4 separate regions of the Mus musculus genome follow, and regions 1, 3 and 4 are each linked to region 2. Evidence: chromatin contacts called from public HiChIP or PLAC-seq data. All regions are on one chromosome and are shown on one strand. The core of a region is the stretch at or near the end of the contact, and the rest is flanking DNA. Distances in the headings are between cores, read along the strand shown.

Region 1 (5,897 bases), core at 2,441-4,940, 610 kb after region 2:
CTCTGTCTCTGTCTCTCTCTCTCTCTCTCTCTCTCTGTGTGTGTGTGTGTGTGTGTGTGTGTGTGTGTATGTGTGCATTTTAGAGACAGGGTCTCTCTGTGTAACCCTGGCTTTCCTAGAACTCAGTACATAGTATGTAGACCAGGCCAGTCTTGAACTCACAGAAATCTGCCTGCCACTGTCTCTTGAGTGTTAAGATTAAAGGCATGGGGCACCACACCTGGATGGCACCTGATCTTTTGTCTTTGTTTGTTTGTTTGTTTGCTTGCTGTGTTTTCTTGAGAACTCTTTTCTGTAGGCCAGGCTGGTCTTGAGTTTGTAGCAATCCTCCTGCCTCTGCCTACCAATATAGGCAGTGGATGATTACGGGCACATGCCATTATGCCTGCTCCTTCATTTCTTGACCTTGTTACTTCTTTTGAATCAAATCCAGAGTCTTGCTCATGCTGTCAAACTCTTTTACACAGCCTTGACTCTCTCTCTAAATGTCAAGCATTGCTGGTCACGATGGCACTTTGGTATTGGAGCCTTTGCTCTCATTCACAGACAGGGAAACTGAGGTGTTGAGTGTGTGTGTGTGTGGGGGGGGTCCATGAATCACCTCACAAAACATACAAACACCAATCTCAGCAGGACAGGGATAGTTTATTGAGCAAATGCCCCAGGACTCATCTATCAGGGCCACAGTTCAGATTTGGGAACTGAACTGTGACGAGTTAACATCCTACAGGGCTTTTAAAGCCTGCGATCTACAAACATCTATGCTAAGTCATTCCACCAATCAGGGTTTAGGAATAGGGGGATTTCCTTTCCTTAGGAGCCTGTGGTTGTTGTACACTTACCCTGATCCCATTGGTTGGGGTGTTCAACTGTGGCAAGGGACTCGACTTGTCTAATATTCATGTCTTAACGTATCTATACAAGGATGGTACTTGTCTAACATTAGCTTACCAACCAGGATGTCAGCTACCCATGTCTCTTTCTGCCAAGTAGGGTGTCAGTTCCCAGGGAGGTCTTAAGAATTTAATATTTACTTGATCATTACTCAAAATGGAAGTCTTATTACAAAGTTTCTTATATTGGTGCAGGAGTCTCTCTTGTTTGGGGTCCATCCCAGGGACAACTTGTAAAAGCAAATACCATATAAAAGCTTATACGCAGGTGCAGGAAGTACTGTTGAGTGGTTGATTGTGGTCCAGTCTTACTGTGGATACAAAAGCAGTTCTACTGGCTTCTATCGTGATTGGTTCCCAAGGGCACAGAACATAACAGAATATGGAATCAACCTGGGCATGAGAAAGTTTTCTTAAAATGGCAGGCTAGCCAGGTGACAGTTACCTAGCATCAAATTTCACCTAGGCCTTGACCCTGAGATGTTCAAGGTCATTTACAACCGGGTTGGAGGACTACAGTGTGAACCCGGTTTGCCTGCTTTAACATTATGCTCATAAATCCTATTCTTTCAAGTTAATTCAAATTAATTCAGTCTACACTAACCCTGGACTCAAGACATACCGCTCCGTTCTGATGGACGTCGATGTCGTGCCTTTTGAGCTTAGCGCCCCGCAAGGAACCCTCCATTCTCTTGGTGGAAATGGTTATCGAATGCTTGATCACTCAGAATCTATTGTGCTAAAAGTTTCTAGAGTTTGGACAGGCTCAGATGACAAGGAGCGAATACTAATCTCGGGTGTATATGGGTTAGCTACTCTGGAGGGATTTGAAAAAACTGGGGAACAAAAACACTTCAGTGTCATTACTACTTTCTGGCCCTCACTCCTGCTCTTTGGCAGGCTGGGTACTCTCTAGCCCTCACTTCTGCTCTCTTTGGTAGGCCAGGCACGTGTTAGAAGTTGCATTCTATATATGATGAGCCTTAGGCTCAGGAAGGCTAAGTGATATATATATATTTTTTTTTTCCCTAAAACTCTCACAGATAGTGAACAGTGGTATTAGTACTAATCCAATACACCCCCCTCCCCAGCCCCTGGCTCCAAATTCAGCAATTTTTTCCTTTGCAGTTGGTTAATCTCATCCTTGCCATCTGACCTTTGCTGTTTCCCTGGCAACAGAGTGGAACATGGAGAACCTGGAAACCATGACACTGTCTTCTCTGTGAGTCGCCAAGCCTAGATGAGGTCATTAGTACCTCTGTCTTGTGCTTCATCCTAAGGTTTATTAAAGTTGGTGTCTTGGTCACCAAAAGCTAATTGTTTTTCAATGGGTGTTTAAGCACCCACAGCAAGTGCAACACCATTTCTGGAATGCTCCGGGCGTTCTGTTTGTCTTGGTCCCAGGAAGTGGGTATAAAACCAGAAACCCAGAGACAGAACAGTGAGTGGTCTGAAGTCACTTTCTACCTCTGATGTCACAGTTACTGTTATTTGTCACTGAGCTGCTGTGAGGGTAACTATCAGGCAGAGTTGAGGGTCCTTGCCTTTCTATTGGCTTAAAGTGGCAAAGGTCCTTTACCAGCAAAGCTTGTAACCATGGTGAGAGTCAATTTTTATCTATCGGCTGAGGAGTCAGACAGAGCAGATTCTGGGGACACTGAGTGCTAGGCCACACAGAATTTGAGATTCTGCCAGCAGGTGGCACTTCCTCCCCACTCCGAGCAATTACATGCTAAGAAAAGAAACAATGACTTACTCTTTCCCTGCTGTGGTGAGTTGTTCACCATATCTGGTTGTATACTGAGACACATCTATGCTCTTCTCCCATGATGAATTTGGAATTGTTTACAATATTCAGCTCATAATAGTAAAGTATGAAAAGGGAGACTATAAATCACCGTAAGGAACATCAGACTTTATTGAGGTCTGTTAGCAAATAGAGGAATAATATAGTTTCATTGTATCATCTCCATGAATTTACTTTTGAGACAGGGTTTTGCCGTGCATCCCAGAACTCACTAGATTAACAAAGGTAGACCTCCAGTTTATGGCTTGTCCTCAGGCCTGTCTCTGGAATCCTGGACCTACAAATGTGGGCCAGCTCCATCCTCGGGTCTTTCTATGAGTGGGAAGGGGGAGAAAGATGGGTTTTCCGGGGTTTGAAATAAAAATGGAAGCGCACACCTAGGGCAAGTTTCTATTGTGCTTCCTAGCACGCCAACCTAACATACAGCGTTATTCCTGGCCAGCTCGCAAACGTGAAGCAACCCCTTTATTGCTCTGCATCTCTAAGGTTACATAATCACATCCTTCAACCCATCGGCTTCCAGAGGGCCCTTCCACCTGGCATTCATTTTCCGCATCGTTCTAGGCATCGGGGACACAGACGCACGGCTTGTATGGCTTGAGTTACCAAAACAGTTTGTAAGGGTCTTTGGAGACTCCTGCCTCTAAGACAAAGCTTGAAAGTCACAGCAGGCAGTGTTATGGTAATTATAGGATTCTCAACTCCGCAAAATCCCATCGGTTTCAAGTTTCTCTTTAACAGGAAATCAGATTCAAACCGGCCTCCGTTATCAGTGGAGTTTTTAATGTGACCATGTGGCTCAGTAGCTGAAAAGGGGCCGTATTTCTTCCCAGACCCTTGAGTACTTCTCCTTGTCAATCAACACTTTAGTCTTGCTCCGCCCATCGCTGTGTAGGTGAGGACGAAGTTTAGGGGCGGGACCGGGCGGGGCAGGGGGCTCGGGGAACACGACTCCGGAGCTGGTTCCTGAAGCAAGGTCCGGCTCCGGGCACCGGGACGCGCTGGTGGCAGAGGCGGCAGGCGCGCGGCTTTGTGGCGCGCGCGGGTTCCACTGGGTGTCGTGGAGTCGCAGCCACCCAGGATACTCTGCCTGGTCGCGGGTGTCGCATGGCAAGCCCCGCGCGATCCGGCTTCCCCGGGCGCACGAACAGCCGTCTGGACGCGTTCTTGCGGCGGCACCTGCCTCCGGAGGTGTACGACGCGGTCCGCGCCTACGAGCCGTGCATCGTGGTGTCGGACGCCGAGAAGCACACGTTCAAGTACGTGGTGCTCAGCGACCGGCTCATCTACCTGACCGAGAACCCGCCCAAGTCCATCCGGCGGGTAGTGGCTTTGCGGGACGTCGTGGCCATTGACCTGGTGAGGATTGCGGGCGGGCAGGCTCCTTCCTAAACTCTCGCATCCCCCTCTGGCGCTGGAGAAAGGAGGAACACCTTCCCCATCCCGCCCCGGACTTCATCTCTTGTCAGTGAAAGCAGCTGCGTGGAAAAGCTGGGGTTTGATGTAGAATTTCAAATAAACAAGTTCTCCCGTTCTCCTCCTGAAAACCCTCTGCTCCCAAATTGGGCAACAGGTTTGACAACCAGTCTCGCTATAGTGACAAGCCTCTTGTTCATTAAGCACCTACTCCGTGCGGGTACCGTGCTGCACCTCTTCTGCAGGAACGGGAGACCACACCTGTGCAAGCCAGCGCCGCCACGCTTTGTTTACTTTCTTGCCGCTCATGTGTAGTCCACACGTGACTGGTCCAGAAAAAGTGCGTGAGCGAATAATTTGCGTGATGTGCACAGGATCCGTGCGTCTTTCAGGCTGGCCACTTAATTCAAACGGAGTGGGGAAGCTTCCTGGAAGGAGTGTCCTCAGGACTGAGTCTCAAGAGATACAGTCTTGCCCTGGGTTTTAGAGTAGCCACTGTTTCCCTCTCCTCTGGGAATAGATTGACTTTAAGACGCAGCAGCTGATTGGAGGCACAGCCTCCTCTCCTGTTTCTCCTTTTATTGATTGCCTCCAGGTCTCTTTGTCTGAGCTGCTTTCCAGGTGTTCCTAGTTCCTCTGGGACTTGTGTCTAGCCTTTACTCTCGCTTGCCTAAGTCTGTGTCCCCATGGGAGTAGTTGGCAAGGCTGTTGATGAAGCTGTTTTGCCCACAGAACAGTAACTTGGCTTTAACACATTTATAAGAAAATAATACAATTAAATAATTTTCTTTTTAAATTCTACTCAGATGTCGGCTGTGGCTACCTTTGTTTCTTTGAAACTTTTATTACACTTTTTATTTTGTGTGCACGTGTATATTTGTGAGTGTGTGTGTGCGTGTGTGTGTCATGGTGAGAATGTGGAGGTCTGAGGAGTTTGTGTAAGTCAGTTCTCTCAGTTTGTGGGTCTTGGAACTTGAACACAGGTGTTGAGGCTTGGCATTAAGCAAGCAGCTCTCTGAGCTGCTGAGCCAGCTGGCCTGCTCTCTTTTCCTTCCCTTTCCTCTCCTTTCTTTTTTCTTTGAGTAAAAGAAGTAAATCCTTGACATTATTTCCACTCTTTTGAACTAATTAGAAATAAATTGCCATATAAATAAACTGCAGTGTGTGCATGTGTATCCCAGAACCTTGTGCTAGATAAGTGCTCTACCAGCGTACGGCCTTGCAGTCTGAGCAAATGTGCTAGAAAGCTTTTTTGCACCCAGCATTTTTAGCGTCTTTAGTGAAAATATTTGTTGTTTCGACAAAACTGTGATGATTTTTTGATATTGCTATTCTTCCCCAACAGACACAGTCTGTTGGTAGCTGTATATACTACTTTAAGGTGTCAGAGAGAGAGAGAGAGAGAGAGAGAGAGAGAGAGAGAGAAAGCGAGCAGCACAGTAATATTCCTTAGGGTCCAGAAACCCAGAATCAACTCTGTGAAAAGAAGCTCTATAACTTCTCATGCTTTATGGACGGATTTGCCTTTCAGGAATTCAGGAGAGTTTTTTGTTGTTGAAGAGACTCTGGCCAGCCTGTGTGTGGCAAGCATGGCTCTGGCAGGCTTTGCCCTTCTCCCCCATTCCCTCTGCCTGGCAAAAAACAAAACAAAAAACAAAAACGAAAACAACCACCACCACCACCACAACAACAACAAAACATTAGATTACATTCCTAAACTCCCAACGTCACTTCCCTATTTGGCCAATTCCTCCTCCTGAGGCTGACTACCAAGGTCCAGC
Region 2 (5,474 bases), core at 2,135-4,634:
TTAAAAGCATACCTATTCTAAATGAATAAACTTATTTAAAAAGGGGGGATAAAATTTCAGTTCTTGGATAGATTTCCTATAGAGATACGCTCTATTACTGTTAAGTATCTGACCTGCCTACACAAAGCATGTTTCTTCCCCCTTAAAACCCAAGTTATTCAAACACAGACTTCTTTAAGACAGGATTTTGCTTTGTAGCTCAACTAGCCATTTAGGCGTCAGAGGACTGAAATTACAAGATGTCACGTGCCACCACAGCTGGCTTAAATTTAGGTGTGAGTGAGTGTGTGTGTGTGTGACTGCATATGTGAGTGTGTATGAGTGACTGTATATGTGAATGTATGTGAGTGTATGTGAATGTGTGTGTGTGAGTGTGTATGTGAGTGAATGTGTATGGGTATGTTGGGTGTGGGGGAGTGTGTATTGTAAGCATGTTTGTGTGAGATTTTGTGTTATGAGTGTGTGAGGTATGTATATATGTGTTTGAGTGTGTGAGTGTTTGTGTGTGTTGTGTGTGAGTGTGTATAAGTGTGTGTTGTGAGCATGTATATGTGTGAGTGTGTGTGCATGCGTATATGTTGTGTGTGAGTGTGCATGTGTGTGTATATGGGTGTGTGTTGTGAGCATGTGCACGTGTGTGTGTTTGTGTGCACACATGTGCATGTGGTGCACACAGGACAGAGGGGACATCAGCTGTCTTGCTGAATCGCTTTTCAATTACTCCCTGAGGCAGGAGTTCTCACTAACCCAGAGCTAGGCTAGCCACCAGTAAGTCCCAGGCATCCTCCTGTTGCAGCGCCTCAGCACTAGGGTTACAGGAGCACAATACCTCGGACAGCTTTTTATTTGTTTGCCAGGGATATGAACTCTGGTCCTCGCGCCTGATCAGTAAGGGTAAAGACTCTCACCGGCTTAGCTATCTCTCTAGTACCAATAATTTTTAAATAACGTTTTATGTATCTCTAAAAATACAGTATGTTTCCTGTTGGAGAAAAGTGAACAGAAAAATGTAGTTGGTAGTATTGGTGGTGCTGTTGCTGTGGCCACTGATGATGGTGATGATAATGATGATATAACACAGGCTACTTTCTCTGTAGTCTAAGCTGGACTTGAATTCACTAGTAGCCTCGGCTGGCCTCATTTTCACTGAAACCCTCCTGCCTTAGCCTCTGAGTGCGGGGATAACAGGCATTTGCCACCACACCTAACAAAACAATTGTCCAGAATTGGGGAAATTTCTTGATAGCAGGATAAATTGCTGTCTCAACATCAAAGACGACTGCTACGGAAAATCCTCACTTGGAGGAAGCTGTATTATGATAGAATTTGTTCCCCTTTCAGTTCTCAGCTGGCGTTTGACAAGAACAACCTGTAGAGGGCGTCCTTACACCAAGAGCCATGGAGGTCTGAGCAATACTACGGAAGAAAAACCTTCAACGAAAACCACATTCCAAGTCAAAAAGAGTCTATTGTGTTGCGAAATTATTACCTGTAACTGAATGACACTGTTTTTACAATATTAAAGGGTTATAAGTTTGCCTAATATAGTAAAACATTATATAAATTAATATTCACTGCAACAATTAATTAATAAAATAGAATGTTGGGAAAAGATCCTTTTTTGTTTGTTTTTTGTTGTTTTTGTTTTTGTTTTTTTGAGACAGAGTCCCAGGTAGCCCAGGCTGGCTTCAAACTCCATATGTCGATTAGTATTAACAATGAGCTCCTGATGCCTCTGCCTCTACTTCTTTAGCCCCCAGATTACAGCCTGTGCTACCACAACCAGTTTAAATGTTTTGTTTTAAAGAAAGAGTAGATGTTAAGCTTTTTTGAGGCAAACCGTCTTAATTGTGATTTGCAAGAAGGGGCTTTGAAGTTAGAGCGATCGTGATTTGAATTCCTACTCTTGTCACTCACCAGCTGAATATCTGCGGTCAATTTACTAGACTTTTAAAGCTTTGGTTCCCCATCAGTAAAATGAGAGTAGTAACAGTAGCTGCCTGAGAAGAATTTTTAAAATGAAGCTTCATGGAGTTCACAGTCACAATGGACAGTCTTCGTGTCTAACTCCCAAACACAATACCTTCCTACCAATCTGTTAGATACCTACACAGATTTCACAGTTTTAACACATGTTTCTTCTTCTTCTTCTTCTTCTTCTTCTTCTTCTTCTTCTTCTTCTTCTTCTTCTTCTTCTTCTTCTTCCTCTTCTTCTCCTCTTCCTCCTCCTCCTCCTCCTCCTCCTCCTCCTCCTCCTCCTTCTCTCCTCCTCCTCCTCCCTTCCCATTCCTCCTTCTTTTAAAAAAATATGCTTGTGACCTAACATTTGTTGAACATGTACGCGTCCAAGTCCGGCTTCTATTCTGTAGTTTCTGTTTTTGCCATCCCCTGCTGAGAGACCCACCGCTCTACAAAGGACAGAAGGGAACACAGCCCAGCGCCAGAGTCTAGATCCTTGGGGGGCATTTGCTAGAAAGCCACTGGGTGCAAAAAAAAAAAAAAAAAAAAAAGTAAACAAAGCTTTTCCGGGGTCTGAAAACTTTCTGTGTTTTTGAAAAACCATTTGTTTCTGCTTTCTCTGTACGTTCAAGGAGGCAGGCAAAAAAGCCTTCCGTGCAGAGGTAATGCTGCAAGCCGCCGCTAGCTAAGTGCTCTCCCACCAGACCCTCAGTCTTACCCTCAAGCGCCTAAGATTTCAGAGACTGGGCGTGAGCCTCCTAATGTTTTCCCCCAAATCCAATTTTAAGGGGAGTCCTACCGTCGTAGAGCAGGGATGGGGGGAAAGGGATTACAGCTATCATCGAGGTCCTAGGGAACTATTCCGGGTGCAACTGGGTTATCAAGAAGACAAACCACGCCACCTGTCGGGTGTCTGTCCAGTGCAGAAATAAATGAACGTCCTGCGAGGACCAGCGCCTGCAGTAGCCCGACTAGCCTGTGGAGTCTCAGTATTTAACTTCCTAGGAGAGAGAGAGCGAGAGCGCAAACTGTCAGCTAGAGAAGTCAGAGTTTGCAGACAGGCACACAGAGATGCAGTCTGAAATGTAGTTCGAAGAGAAAGGGTGGGCTGGCTATGTGCTTTCCGTTAGCTCCACTGTTAAACGGAATTTATCTTTGACCACGAATCGAGCCCAGATTTTTTTGTTTGTTTGTTTATAGCACCCCGGCCATCCACACGTGTCTCTTCGGGCGGCAGGAGGCCTGAGTGATGACCCAGAAGTCCCTTTGGGTGTGTTTCTTGGTTGTGTCCCCGTTTTCATTCACCTGGCGCAGGCGAGCGGGGTCTACCGGGTACCGCGGCCCCGCCCCCGCGGCTCCGCAGCGCTCCCTAGTGGCGACCGCCTGCACACCACCGGCCGCTCTCAGTGCTCGCCTTTTGCCAGCAGTTCCCGCGGTTCCTCCCTCTCGAGTGTGCTCCTCTAGCTGCTGGCGCTGTGGGACGTGCTGGCATTGCCAGCTTTGCCAGCATCGTGTCTCTGCGTCCCCCTCTCCCTCCAGCCCCCACCTCTTTCTACGCGGCCGCGCATCCACTCCCTCCTTGCTCCCTCCTCTCCAGCACTCCCAGGCTCACTCGCAACGGAGACTGGAGACTTGCACGCCCAGTCGTTTAAGTAGGAACAGCTCCAGCCCCGCCAGCTGCAGCCAAGGCGAGAACTTCACAAGCAGCACAGGTTGGGTCGCTGCGGCAGGAGTTGCACCACCAGCGAGAAGGTCCTGAGCACCATGGCTCGGAGAAGAGCCTTCCCTGCTTTCGCGCTCCGGCTCTGGAGCATCCTACCTTGCCTGCTCCTGCTGCGAGCGGATGCAGGGCAGCCACCTGAGGAGAGCTTGTACCTGTGGATCGACGCCCATCAGGCTAGAGTGCTCATAGGTAAGGTCCGGCATCTGCACCTTCCCAGTGGTCCTCAGTTTTTCCATTAGAGCGGAGACACGTGCACCGAGTGTGTTTTAAAACAACTTCAAGGGTGACTGCCCCCTCTTTTTAAAAATCAGGATTCTCTATTTAGAGGCTTATGAGATTTTTTTCTCAAAAAAGCAAAGCCGACCCAACATCCCAGCCCTGCTGTTGCTAGTCCTGACTGCAGATTTGTAACAGGAATCCAGCGGTGGCACCCGCTTACTTCACTGTAAGCACTTTTTTTTTTTTTTTTTTTTTTTTTTTTTTTTTTTTTTTTTACCACAGAGAGAGGAAAAATAACTCTGGTACTGTTGTTGGTATCAAAGGCAGGTGCTTTATGAAAAGCAGTGACCTGCACTGGTTCCCAGGGGTTTTGCTTTCTACATGAAACGTCTGTTTCTTAGAAACGCAACTAGTTTGATAGGTTTGTTTATTATTTACACAACAGGATTTGAAGAAGACATTCTGATTGTCTCGGAGGGGAAAATGGCCCCCTTTACACATGATTTCAGGAAAGCCCAACAAAGAATGCCAGCCATTCCTGTCAATATCCACTCCATGAATTTTACCTGGCAAGCTGCGGGGCAGGTAAGTTCTGATAACAGAGCGGTAGAGAAAAGGCACTCTTTTGTATTTCAATTCTCCCGTGGCCCATAGTAATAATAATGGTGTGTGATGTAGCTCCGGTGGCCCGTAGTAATAATAGTGGTGTGATGTATACCATTTAAAATTCCATACAAGTTCTTGCCTGGTTGCCAGAGCACACAAGGGATCAGTTCCAATGTATTTAAAGTTGCCAAGTAAATGGAGAACTCTAAGGGTCAATGTACTCACGATCATTACTTTAATAAGATTTGGTATCCTGAGGTTTTGAGTATAAAGACCCCAAATATCCATATCATGGTGTTTCTGTAATCACTGATATTAAAACATTAACAAAGTATTTAGAAGACTTTCAATACTAACTGATAATCATTTGTGATGGGATTCATACTTCACAACAAAATAAGTTCGTAGGTATTCTTGACATGAATTTTAGAAGGCTGATATGCTGAGTGCTGCAGATACCACACATTTCTTGTAGAAGTTCAGAGACTCAAAAAAAGTAATATAAAATTATGAAAAATAAAGACTACTGATTTTCTGAAGCGACCACTCAAAATGCTTCCCTATGGAAATAAAAGAGAAAAAAGTCTATGTCACCAAAGCGTTCCTCTCAGTACTTAGCATGCAAGGCCTTCTAAGTTACCTTTTATAGATCTGCAGGACTGTATTAATGTCCTCTGATTTGGGAAGGGTAGGATGTTTGTGTGACTTTAAAATTGTCTAGAGGACAAGTGCACAGGATAAATTCTGCTCATTAGTTGGTAAAAATGTGTCTGCTATGAAAACTATTGTAACTATAATTAACTGCACATTTTCAGGTTTTTTTTTTTAATTCTAAAATTACTTAAATAGCCATTTTCAAGAAGGATGCAATCAAGAAAACACTTTATAAAAAGCAACCATGCTAAATCAGGAAACCACATTGGTGCCCTGCAACTGCCTATTACACTGCAGTCATGACCACTTCAGC
Region 3 (6,002 bases), core at 1,562-4,061, 830 kb before region 2:
AATTAATGTGTCTTTCCACTGAGAAGTTGCTCTATAACATTAGAGATTAATTTTTAAAAAGGCTCTTTAATATATACATGCTCAACCCTGGCTAAAGCCCAAAGAGAAGCTGGCTTGACTCGAAGATTTTGCTAACTTACGTACATACACCTTACATTTATGCAGTCTACATATGCTATCATCTTGAAATCTCTCTCAGGTTCTGGCTCTAGGTTACACCTTGAACAGTTTAAACACAGACAGAAGTCTGGCCACTAAGGCAGGAGGCTGCAAGTCTGGTCGCTAAGGCAGACGGGATATGTACATGGCCAAGATTTTACATATTGTCAGAATGATTTTAAGTATACCAATGTTGTTCTTTTTCAAATATTGTTACCCAGAGTCATCATGCTCGCCTGGTAAAAGTATGCTTTTCTAAAGAAGAGAGCTAGGGGCTTTACAGTAGGCTAGGAGATCAAGTCAGCTAAGACCCTGTCTCTCCTCCCCTTTCTTTCCATGCCTTTCTGTTCTGAGCAAAGCCTTTGCTGATACCAGAAAGGAACACCAGTGGAACAAAAGGATGTAGTGAGATTTGTTGGTGGTCCACAGTTTTTAGAACGTTGTACCTTTCTACATTCAGAGTCAGTTCTGCCACCATCCTCCCTTCCTTCTTTCCTTGTGCTCAGCAACAATCACCACTTGACTGTAGGTTAATTCCCATGCATTGTATATACAACTGGATTCTCTGCACATCAGACATCCTGAATGCTGAGATGCAAGCTTTGGCAGAGGTGGACGCCATTGTTGCATGTGCCTTTCCCATGTTGCATCGTGCTTTCAGGGTTCACTCTTTTTGTTTGTTTGTTTGGTTTTGGTTTTTGATTTTTTTCAAGACAGGGTTTCTCTGTGTAGCTCTGGATGTCCTGGAACTCACTCTGTAGACCAGGCTGGCCTTGAACTCAGAAATCCACCTGCCTTTGCCTCTCAAGTGCTGGGATTAAAGGCGTGCACCACCACGCCCGGCCAGGGTTCACTCAGGGTCCTTCTGAGGGCGTGATCTCTGCAGTGTCCTAGGCAGCGCCTTCTAATTTGTGCTGGTCATAGCTATGTTACATATGTTACATCTGGTTTTCCCAGAGTGTGACATTGTCAAGCCTTTAGTTTTAGCCACTTGATGAATGCTTAGCAATGTTTCCTTTTGATATTTAGCTACATTTTTTTCTGATCATTAGTGAGAGTAAACATCTCTCCCTGTGCTTATTACCTAGTTGGCTTCATTCTATGCATACAGTGTTACCTGATCCAGTCTCTTGCCCCGTTTTCTATTAGCAGTTTGCTTTAGAGAGTAAGTCTGGATTTGTGGTCATTCTTTTTATGGTATGGGATGGGAACTTTATATAGATGTGTATATTAAAAATATTTCCCAGTCCATAGTTTGCTTTTACTCTTTTATAATGAAATTTACTCCTAGGTGTTCTCAATTTTATATAGTGTGTCAATCTTTGTAGATTAAATAATCTTTGCTTTCTTCAAATTATAAAGAGATTATTTTATATAACTTTAAGTTCTAATATTTTGTCTTTCACATAGGGGGCACAATCTAGCTAGAATTATTTTTTTCTGAATGAGATATTGGTGTTGTCTTTAGATAATAAAAAGATGGTTGCCAATTCTTCTCCAGTTTGCCTTCTATAATAAATACTATTCTTACCTTTATTGAAGTGAGTAACAACATGTTTAAAAAATAATAAAAAGCTAAGCATGTTTCATTCTTGTTATTGTGGAACATATCTGAAAAAAGTTTCCTGAAAATATTACATTTTTAGTTTTAGAATAGACAGTTCTTCAATATTTTGAATCCCACTTGCTGTCTTTGGGATGAGTCAAAGTAAACTCATAGAAATAATTACAAGTGGGCCGGTTGGTACGCCTTTAATCCCAGCACTCATGAGACAGAGGCAGGTGGATCTCTGAGTTCAAGACCAGTCTGGTCTACATAATGAGTCTCACGGCAGCTAGATGCATATTGAGACCCTTAAAACAATAAAGATAAATAAAGTTAGTGGTGTCCTGGAATATTTCTTTGGCGAGTCTACACCTCATGCTTGCAATAGTGTCATGACAGATGCATTTTGTTATCGCCACTTTCTCTGTCCTTCTTCCTTTGGTTTTGGTTTCGGTCACGAATTCTATATTTGGCATTCAGTGGTCTTGCCTTTGTTCATCTGTCCAGCCTCATTCTTTGGCACTTGTCCTGTACACCACCACGATGACTTTGCCCTCTCAATTCACAAACATCGAATCCGTGAAAACCTGAATTACGCCCATGGGGTGGGGGTGGGATGGGGGTGGGGGTGGATTCCTACTTGTCTTTCAAGATGAAGGATTATTTAACTTTAAAAGCAGGGGGGGGGGTCTGTTTTAAAAGAAATGGTCAATAAATGAAGGCCTAAATGTTGCTTTAAAATAATTTTACTTAAAAGTGCATTCCTGGACCAAGTATTGAAGTGAATTAATGAGAGGTTGTTGATTGATACCGTAATCTTTCTATCTTGTTTAGCACTCTTTCTGGAAGAGATTCTCTAGAGGCCTAGAGGAACTTTTAAAGAAAATCCTAGAAAAAACTCCCTTGCGATGACGTGGGAGAGAGCAATCTGTCTCCTACTAGAAAGCAACCTCCTCTCCTAGTGGAGACTTTTCCATGGGAGCGATCGACTGGTTCGGCGCTCGCTGCAGAGAGGCAGTTCGGCTAGTTCTGTCTGGCGGCCATCCCGGAAGTGGGTGAAGGCGGTTGTGGTCAGTGTAGGCTCCCACTTCGGCCGGGGCAGGTGCGGGCGGGCACTGCTGGCGACATGGCCGACACGGACCCGGGCTATCCCCGCTCGTCCATCGAGGATGACTTCAACTACGGCAGCTGCGTGGCGTCGGCCAGCGTGCACATCCGCATGGGTATGTGGCGGGGGTCAGGGGGACCAAGTGACCAGAGGGAGACATAGTTGTCTTCTAGAGGTGTGGGCCGGGTCGCCTAGGTCAGCGGTCCTCAACCTGAGGGTCGCAAGCGGGACCCTTTCACAGGGGGTCGCCTAAGGCCATCTGCACATCAGATATTTACATTACGATTCGTGACAGTAGCAAAATTACAGTTCTGGAGTAGGGACAGATATAATTGCATGTTTGGGGTCAGCACACCAGGAGGATCCATATCAAGCATTGGAAATCACGGGCTGATGCCCTCATTTATTTGTTCCCCGTGCTGAGACCTTACCATCCTAGTCATTACTGTCTCCCCGTGGGGTACAGAACTCGGCATACGTGTGTGTGATGACTGAGAAGTTTCCCAGACCGACGCATAAAGTCACGGCGACTCAAAGTTATTACTTTGAGTTTAGGCTGTTCGTTGACGCGTAACGAAGCGGAATTCACTGTCCACCAAAGGTCACTTTACAGAAATGGACCTGCCTGGGCAGCTCAAACCGGTTCTGGATTTAAAAAAAAAAAAAAAAAATGAAGGTGGTTCTGACGCATCTAGAATCTTGGTACTTACCTAGCCCGATATTCCTGTAATGAATTTTGAAATTATTTTGACAAGTGAGCTCAGCTTTTAAAATATATTCATTATGAAAAAGTACTGGTAGCCAAAAAATTGCTACCCTAGACACCTTTGAGGTACCAAGCAGTAATGTTTTGTCGCCCTGTGGTATTTCCTATCCAGCCAGAACTTAGTCATCTTTCAAAGCAAAAGTGAAATTGTATCCATAAGTAACTCGCCATTGCCAGCCTCCTCTGCCCTGGGCAACTCCCATTTCTTCAGTCTTTATGAAACGGTTAGAACTGCCTCAGTAAAAAAGAAATCATACATGTTAGCCGTTGTGACTGGCATGTTTCTATTAATGTCTTCAAAGCTCACCCATGTCATAGTGTATGTGTGTCCGACTGTCATTCTTCCTTTCTCTCAGGCCTAGTCCAGAATGCCACGTAGTTAAGATCATGTGTGTTGGGTGTTTTATTTATTTTTTTCCTCTTCAGATCTACATTATTCACTTGGTACTGCCGTGTGTACTTACGATTCCCCACCCCTATCCTCCGTGGCCGGATTGCTGACTAGCCCTTGCTATAGAAGCGTCCTCTGCTTTCTCTTTGTGCCTGAGTACTTTTCTTTCTTCAACTCAAGGTCGTTCTCTTGAATGCTCAAGCATTTGGGCAGTTATGGATAAAACTGTTTTGCAAACTCCCCTGGGTTTTGTGTGTGTGTGTGTGTGTGTATTTGTGTGTACATAGTTTCAACTCATTTAGATAAATACCTAGGCGCATGGTAGCTGGGTGGTACACAAGAGTGGACTTTGTACTGTAAGAAACCACTAGACTGTGACCCTGCATTCCTAGCAACAAAGAATGAATTCTTCTTCATCCATGCCATAATTTGGTGCAGTCATTAATTAATTTGGATTTGGGCAATTTTAATAGGTTTTCTCTCTTTCTTTTTTTTTTTTTTTGTTTTTTGTTTTGTTTGTTTTTGTTTGTTTGTTTTGTTTTGCTTTGCTTACCGGGTATATCTTTTGCAAATATTGTCTCCCAATCTGTGGCCTGTCCTTTCATTCCCTTGATAGTACCCATTTTGAAAAGTACTTTGTTGTTTGAGCATTTAGCACATGCACTTGATGTGCGTTGATCACATCTATCCCCCCCACCCCAGCCCCTCAGTTCCTCCTTATCCCTGCACTGCTTTTCCCTCTGAACTTCATGTGCTCCTTGTTAAAAACAAAACCCACTGAGTCCAGCAGGGCTGCCGCCATGAGCATGGTGGTAGGACATACAGCATGGGTAGCCACATAGTGTTGTAGAAGGAAACTGGCTCTCCCTGTCTTAGTCACTGCTCTATTGCTGTGAAAAGACACCATGACCATGGCAACTCTTACAAGGGAAAACATTTCATTGGGGACATGCTTACAGTTTGAGAGGCTCAGTCCACTATCATCATGGCGTGGAGCATGGCAGCGTGCAGGCAGGTGCTAGAGCAGTACCTGAGAGTTACACCCTGATCCATAGCAAAGAATGAGACAGACTCAGGGCTCATTCTGGGCTTTTGAAACCTCAAAGCCCACCCCTAGTGACACACTGCCTCCAACGAAGCCATGCCTCCTAATCCTTCTAATCCTTTCAAATAGTTCCATTCCCTGGTTACTAAGCATTTAAATATAAGAGCCTATAGGGGCCATTCATACTCACGCCACACCCCCAGGAGTCATCAACTGCTCATAGCTTCTCTGGTGATCCATTTGAATCCGTTTGAATCATGGCTTTTGGATTGCAGGATTTCATTTTTTTTTTAAGCCAATATTTCAAATTTATTCTTTGACAGTTCCATACATGTATACAGTGTATCCTGCCCAGCCCCACTCCCTCCAACAACCTTTTCTCACCTTCCTATCCATTTGTTTGTTTGTTTGTTTGTTTGTTTAATACAGGGAATCCACTCAGTACTACCCACTTTCGCATGGGAATGGGACATCTACCTAGGCCACTAGGTAGGCAACTTACTAGAAGCTGTGGGGGAAGAAAACTGACTCCCACCAGTGGCCATCAACTGCTCCTTGCCCCTTGGTTTTCAGACCCTTGAGTCAAGGTTCTTTCTACAACTCTGCTATTCTCTAACCTCACTTAAAAAAGGCACGTGTCCCACCAGTGCTCTTAACCTCTCTGCCATCTCTCCAGCCCCTTCATATATGTTCTTTATCGTGGTGAATTGGTTTCTTTTGATTCCTAGCTAACACATGATTGTAGAATTTTATCACATGGTTTTTCTGTGTCAGTTGACAGTGACATGACAGCATTTCCTCCCATGTCTGTCATTCTATAAATGTAGTATATGACATTTGATTGACGTTCATGTATTGAACCATCCTAGCCTTCCAGGAGTAAATCCCACTTAGTCGTGTTTAATGTACTAATATGCCATCGACTCTTCTTTGCTGTTTTGTTGTTGTTGTTGTTGAGGACTCTGTGTCTATTCATCAGGCATGCTG
Region 4 (6,064 bases), core at 1,872-4,371, 760 kb before region 2:
CAGTACGTCTGAAATCCGAAATGATCCAAAAGCTTCCTTCAAAAAAAACCCCTCAAAAATCATTCTAATTAGTGGGAGACAAATTCAGGCTGATGTGCAGCTTGATGAAACACAGCCCGAAAGAAAGCCACTTTCAATCTATCTTTTGTAAAGTGAAATTTTCCTTGTACAAAGTGCCCCTGCTTAAGAGCTCTCCTAAAGTCACTGTCTGTGATGAACGAAATATTTGGCTTGTGTTATGTGCAATGCCAGGCCTTTTCCACCATTCTGGGTCTTGACTTGGGGTTGGAATATGGAGTGGAGGCTGCAGAGCTAGAAATCTGCTCGGGTGTGCGCATGGTTATGAAGAAGAATTTCAAAATCCTACTGAGCTGGACAGCCAAGGGGCTATGGAGACCGCTCTCATGTTGGGTAGGGTATTGGCTTGCTGACAAAGCCATTTGTCTTCTCGCCCGTCTCTACGACACCCTCTCTCTGTCCTCCAGGGTATTGCAGGTGATGCCATATATTCATAAGAATTTATTTAGCCTCCGGCTAAAATGTCTTGAAGCTCTTTTCCAAGTCCTTACATGTAGTTATTAAATGGTAGGCCACACACGGCGGCGTCTTCCGTTGCTCTCACGATCGGCTGTTGTTCCTTCTAAGAGGCTGTATCAATAAAGCTTGACTCAACAAATGGGAAATCTAATCATGAATATCTGATTCCTCTTTCACCCTGGCCTTTCAAAACCCCGTGTCATTGTAAATGGGATGTTCCCTATAGGGAAAGATGTTTAGCCTCTTTAAATTGCTACCTCCCTGCCCCAATACACACACACACACACACACACACACACACACAACTGTTTTCTTACACACAGAACTGTTTTCTTTTTATTGGGAAGACCGAAAGACTGAATTCTCCTGTTGTTTCCTGATCTATTTTTTACTTCAAGCTGAGGCATTCTGACTGCTAACTCACCCTCTACCTAATGCTTCATCGCACATAAACTGTGTCATTCACAAGGGTACCAGAACACTACATAAGACTACCCTCAAGCTATGCATATAAAGTATATATGGAAGAAAAGAATTTTATATTTAGACTTGGGGACCATCCCCAACATATCTCAGGTGCATACGCAAATATTTGAAAAAAAAAAAAAAAAAAAAAAACAACTGAAACACTCTGGTCCCAAATACGTGGATGAAAAATTTAACTATATTTTGGGCTGGAGGGATGGCTCAACAGTTAAGAGAACTTGCTGTGGTAGCAGATGAGGTTTCAATGCCTGTCAATCACATGACAATTTAGGTATCTGTAATGGCAACTACAGAGGATGTAGTGATCTAGTGCCCTCTTCTGGTCTTCATGGGTACTGCATGCACATGGTATGCCTTGATAACATTCAGGCAAAACATTTGTACGCATAAAATAAAAATAAATAAACCATCAAAAGAAACCGATTTACATTTTATAGAGTGTATTTAGAGTTCTTCTTCCTGGAGCTCAATAGATAGACCAGGCTAGCTTCTAACTCATAGATCTGTCTGCTGCTGCCCCCAGCTAATAAGTAGTAGCGATTGAAAATGACCTGTTTGAAGAGTTGAATCAGCTTTGCTTAACGCTATCAAATAAAATACATTGAGAGAGAGAATGGTTTCTGTCCTGGTCAATACGAGAGACTCGCTGATGGCATGTGACTTTCAGAAGCCATGAGATCTGTCCATTGGCAGCCAGTGGAGCTGGTGTGGTTAGTGCCACCGGTAAGTGAGCCACTGAGTGGGCTCCTGATGGGATGAATTTCATTAGGTGTCAGGCTTTGAGCTGAGTGGCTAAGATGCATGGAGGTGGTGTGTGAGAAAGGAAGGACCCTGCAGGCCAGAGCAGGGAGGGAGGCTCTGCTCTGTGTCTCTGGTTTCTTACTCCTCCTTCGTTCTGGTTCTGCCCCGTATATCTAAATATCAGCCCCGTGTACTAAATATCAGCTTCCTTCCTTTTTCTTCTACTTCCCTGCCTTCTCTCTCTCTCTCTCTCTCTCTCTCTCTCTCTCTCTCCCTCTCTCTCTCTCTCCTGCCCTTGGTTTCTTCTTTCTCTCTTTCCCTTTTGCTCATCTCCACTCTTCGCCCTTTCCTCCCTCCTACTTCCCCCTTTTGTTCTTTATAATTATTTTAACTTCTCGCCTGCCTGCCTACCTGCCTTCCTTCCTTCTTCTTTTTCTTTCTTTGCTCCTTTCCCCTCCCTCTTCTTTCTTTTCTCCCCCCCCCCCCCGCCCCTCTCTCTCCCCTTTTAGCTAAACCTCCCAAGATCCTTTATTCCTTCGTAATATGACGTCATTCGCAGACCCTTCTCCTTTTCTCTGGCCTCTGAGCTTTGTTACAGTTAGAGCGGTGCTTTCTCAACTCACCTCCCCTGCTGGCCCTGCCCCAGATAGGGTATTTCCAGGTCAGAGGTGAGTAGGACTCTACTCTGCCCTCCCAGGATCTCTATACTCGTTTTCGTTAAAGCGACACTCGCAGAGGTGGCTCCCTAGGGCAAAGGAGGTAGCTTTGATTGTGAACACACTCAAAAAAACGGGTTTCCCGAGGCTTTCATGAACACTAGCTAATTCCAATTTGCCGCAGCTTGGTGGGGATGGAACACTCATTTCTTCCAGCTTGGACTTACAGGCTGCCTCTCTGTGGAATGCTAACCACCACCGAGCCGGCCAGGCTGCTTGATGGAGGGTCCAGACTATCGGATTCAGTGGAAACTACAGGGGGAGTTTGAGGGGAGCAGAATGTAATTACTTGAGCTGGACTCGGGCCAGCATTCTGGAGTTAACACAACTGGCCTTAGAGAGTCCGCTGTAAGATCTCCGGTGGCCACAAATGGTTAGGTCTGTGGTTTTAGGTTTCTTCAGAAAGGTAAACAGCACAGTTGAGCACAGTGCCCCCTAACACCACGCGGGCATCTTATTCACAGGGACCCAGGGAGAAAGAGGCCACCTACGGAATCAGAAACACCGTTTCCTGAAGTACCTTCTTGTCCCTGGGAGGTCTCTCATCCCTAGTCAGAACCTGACAAGCTCGCAGGCTGAGTGCTACGGCTGCCAGACTAAATTATGCGCTTATCATTTCTCCCCGTGTTGTCTGGGATTCCAGCAACCAAACAGTGGGGAACTCCTGATTCACATTTCTGCTCAAAACACACTCGTCGTCGTTTCTCCTCTCTGTAAAGCTCCCGGATCCCACAGTCCAAGTTAAACACAACTGGAATTTCCCTATAAGTCAAAAAAAAGTATTAATTCCGAGACCACATATTTTTCTTCTTGTAGGGTACATACGCATTTAAACACAGCACATGGGGCAGATCATCTGAAAACGGGGAAAAGCTCGGAGGGAAAAACAAAACAAACAAAAACAAACAAACAAACTAAGAGAGCAGAGATTTGGTTGGGTGTCTGACCCTGCAATGGGAATTTTCCTCTGTGGTTTGCTGGGAGAATACTAAAGGCCAGGCTGGAAGTTTCTATACCACATAGATCTTCAATGAGGGTGACTTAGGGCGGGAAGGAAGTAAGATGAGTCTTGGGCACTATTAGGGTGGCATGCGGCTGAACTAATGAATCCTGGGCTCTGGCACATCTGAGCTCTCTGGACTGTAACAGTCATCTTTTATGAATTAAAACGGCAATCTAAAGTTTTATAAATGTTAGCTCTTCTAATTGACGGTGGCCTGTCTAACGCAGAGGAAGTCGAGAATATCTCTCCCCTTGTTTCCCTTTTCACTTCTGCAAGTTCAATCTTCAGGAACTCCGACAAGGTCTTCATTTTTATGACGACCCACGCTGACTCCCAAATATATGATTTTTTTTTTCGCCCAGTAATGTTTGTGCCCATCTGGTTTGAATTTAGCATTCTTATGAGTCACTTCACTGTGATAGGAACACTCTGCTATAGAAAACTTCTGTTAATATTTTAACATTTTAAATCAAACATGCACACAGCATTACCCAAGTCTCCTTGCAATTACAGAAAACCCATGCCCTCTGTCCTTCATGGTTGCTGCCTTCACATTTATTTTCCTTAAATTGAACATAGTACACAGTAAATAAGTGTGCATCCCAGACAGATGTGGTGTGTGGTAAATAAGTGTGCATCCCAGACAGATGTGGTGTGTGGTAAATAAGTGTGCATCCCAGACAGATGTGGTGTGTGGTAAATAAGAGTGCATCCCAGACACATGTGGTGCGGAGTAAATAAGTGTGCATCCCAGACACATGTGGCGAGTGGTAAATAAGTGTGCATCCCAGACAGATGTGGTGTGTGGTAAATAAGTGTGCATCCCAGACAGATGTGGTGTGTGGTAAATAAGTGTGCATCCCAGACGCATGCTCAGCAGCATGGACCAGTGTATCCCTTTACTGCCTGAGAGCCTTTTGCAGCACCGTTTGCCTCGAGAGTAGGAGGGATGGCTGACTCTATAGGAAGTCATTTCCGTCTCATGGCTGACACTTAACCCATTTAAAAGAGCCCCATTTATTTTGCCCTCAACATAGACTTTATAACTTATGTTTTACTACCCAAATTTCCTGAAGCTTGTTTGAACCCATTTTCCTTTTACTGCTGGACAAAGTTTCTCAGAGTAGTCTTTAAGGCGAGAGGGAGGAGGGGGAAAATGTTAGGAATCTCTTTAAGAAAATACAGCAGGGTCTCCCCCACCTTCTTAGGCAAATGAATGGTTCTCTGAGAGGGGAGACTGAGCTGTGTACTTAGTGGGTAAATTGAATCTGCACATGGGGTGGACATAATTTAACTTAAAAAAATAAAAAGGACAATTTTGAAGGATTATTTGTCTATATTAAAAGTGAAGTAAGTACGCCCTAACAGGCCAGACCATTTTCTTCTTTATTTGGCTTTATGTAAAATATTTCATCTTAATTTTGGAAGGGGGAAAAAAAAAAGACAGCGTTTTAAATCAGCACTCCAGGCCTGTTTGTAAGGTGGGCATGGGTTCTGCACTTCCAGGAAGATAGAAATGAGCTCCTGTTCTGAGTGAGGAATAGGGTTTCGCTCCCTCTTTCCTTATTAAAGTTCCTGCAGTTATGTCCTCATCTGCAAAAACAAAGCTTAAGAAAACAAGAGTCCTTTACCTGGGCCCCGAACACCAATTCCTTAAGACAAGTTTACTCTAACTCTCGTGACTTTGTAGCTTACTCAGAGGCGCTTGGAGAGGTTTAAATCAAAATAAGAAAAATAATACCAGTAGACTCACAGAAGTGGGGCCCCCATCTCTCAGTCTTTGTTCAGACAAAACATGTGTTGGAGGCCATGAAAACTTTGCAGAATCCAAATCTGGGGATTTTAGCGGACACATACCACAACTGCAGATCCCAGGCTCTGGGCATGACAGATACGTTTGTACTTCTCATTAGCCATACTATTGTGACCGAATAAAATATGTAGTCTATTTTTTTTCACACAATTTAATTAGAAGTTCCAGATGTGGTGCTGTATGACTGATGTCAAAATAGGACACTTTTATGTAAACACTTGAACATAATCAATCAAGTCACTAGCTTTTGCTGTTTTATAAAGCCTTTCGAGTCAGCTTGGTACGAATGCGTTATTTTCCTGTTATGCTAAATAGATCATGGCCAGCTGCAGTGTTCGTAAGAGATTGGGGGAATAAAGTTGGGTTTTGCTATATTATTTTTCAAAGGACAGCCTTTACAATTTCCTCCTTTGGGAAAGATGGAAAAAAAAAAGACAAAGTTTCAAAATCCTTTAATTTTGTGGTGCCAAAGAAAGGTTTCTTTGAACAATAATATTATTAATAAAGGCCCTTTCTGTGTCCCCATGAAATATCCTTTTGAATTATACCTTTAAATTCCTGTCCAGGAAGACTAGGATTTCTCTTGTTCCCTATCTAGTGGCCAGTCCTTGTGAGGTAGCAAGTGCCCCCTTTCCCTGTGTATTAAGTGTTCTGGAAGTTTGATAGTCCCCAGTGTAAATCCTGAGAACGGAGCATTCAAAAGTGAGGCCATTCGTTTCCAGACACCTCCTTAAACTGCCGAGTTTGAGTTCCTTGCCAGTTCAGATT

Evidence for each region. HiChIP or PLAC-seq counts read pairs in DNA pulled down with a chosen protein or histone mark.
Region 1: a contact with region 2 is called in an HNF4G HiChIP or PLAC-seq map of pancreatic cancer cells. The contact joins the promoter of D930020B18Rik here to the promoter of Wif1 in region 2. A contact is called at or near these places in 2 of 115 datasets of contacts at active chromatin or transcription factors (bone marrow-derived macrophages and pancreatic cancer cells) and 1 of 9 other capture datasets (liver).
Region 3: a contact with region 2 is called in a FOXA1 HiChIP or PLAC-seq map of pancreatic cancer cells. The contact joins the promoter of Tmbim4 here to the promoter of Wif1 in region 2. A contact is called at or near these places in 6 of 39 promoter capture datasets (frontonasal cranial neural crest, hippocampal neurons, liver and 2 more) and 3 of 115 datasets of contacts at active chromatin or transcription factors (embryonic limb bud, large pre-B cells and pancreatic cancer cells).
Region 4: an H3K27ac HiChIP or PLAC-seq map of the NIH/3T3 cell line shows a contact between it and region 2, with 10 times the contacts expected there. The contact joins the enhancer-like site here to the promoter of Wif1 in region 2. A contact is called at or near these places in 6 of 39 promoter capture datasets (the C10 cell line, the SN4741 cell line, embryonic stem cells and 3 more) and 1 of 115 datasets of contacts at active chromatin or transcription factors (the NIH/3T3 cell line).

Annotation. Positions count from the first base shown.
Region 1 is chr10:121,638,011-121,643,907 of GRCm38.p6, forward strand. D930020B18Rik (RIKEN cDNA D930020B18 gene) reads left to right here and starts at 3,691. Exons shown (of 13, transcript NM_177335.4): 1 at 3,691-4,059. The coding sequence starts at 3,808.
Region 2 is chr10:121,030,620-121,036,093 of GRCm38.p6, forward strand. It overlaps Wif1 (Wnt inhibitory factor 1), which reads left to right and starts at 3,385. Exons shown (of 10, transcript NM_011915.2): 1 at 3,385-3,871; 2 at 4,347-4,486. The coding sequence starts at 3,724.
Region 3 is chr10:120,206,015-120,212,016 of GRCm38.p6, forward strand. Tmbim4 (transmembrane BAX inhibitor motif containing 4) reads left to right here and starts at 2,812. Exons shown (of 7, transcript NM_026617.3): 1 at 2,812-2,928. The coding sequence starts at 2,832.
Region 4 is chr10:120,269,675-120,275,738 of GRCm38.p6, forward strand. No RefSeq gene overlaps it. Among named protein-coding and RNA genes, the nearest start is that of Llph, 46 kb to the left of the region's middle. Within about 2 kb of position 3,122, at least 69 of the 459 cell types and tissues checked have an H3K27ac peak or open chromatin away from gene starts, as enhancers often do. A contact at or near this core is called in the NIH/3T3 cell line, where this site is marked.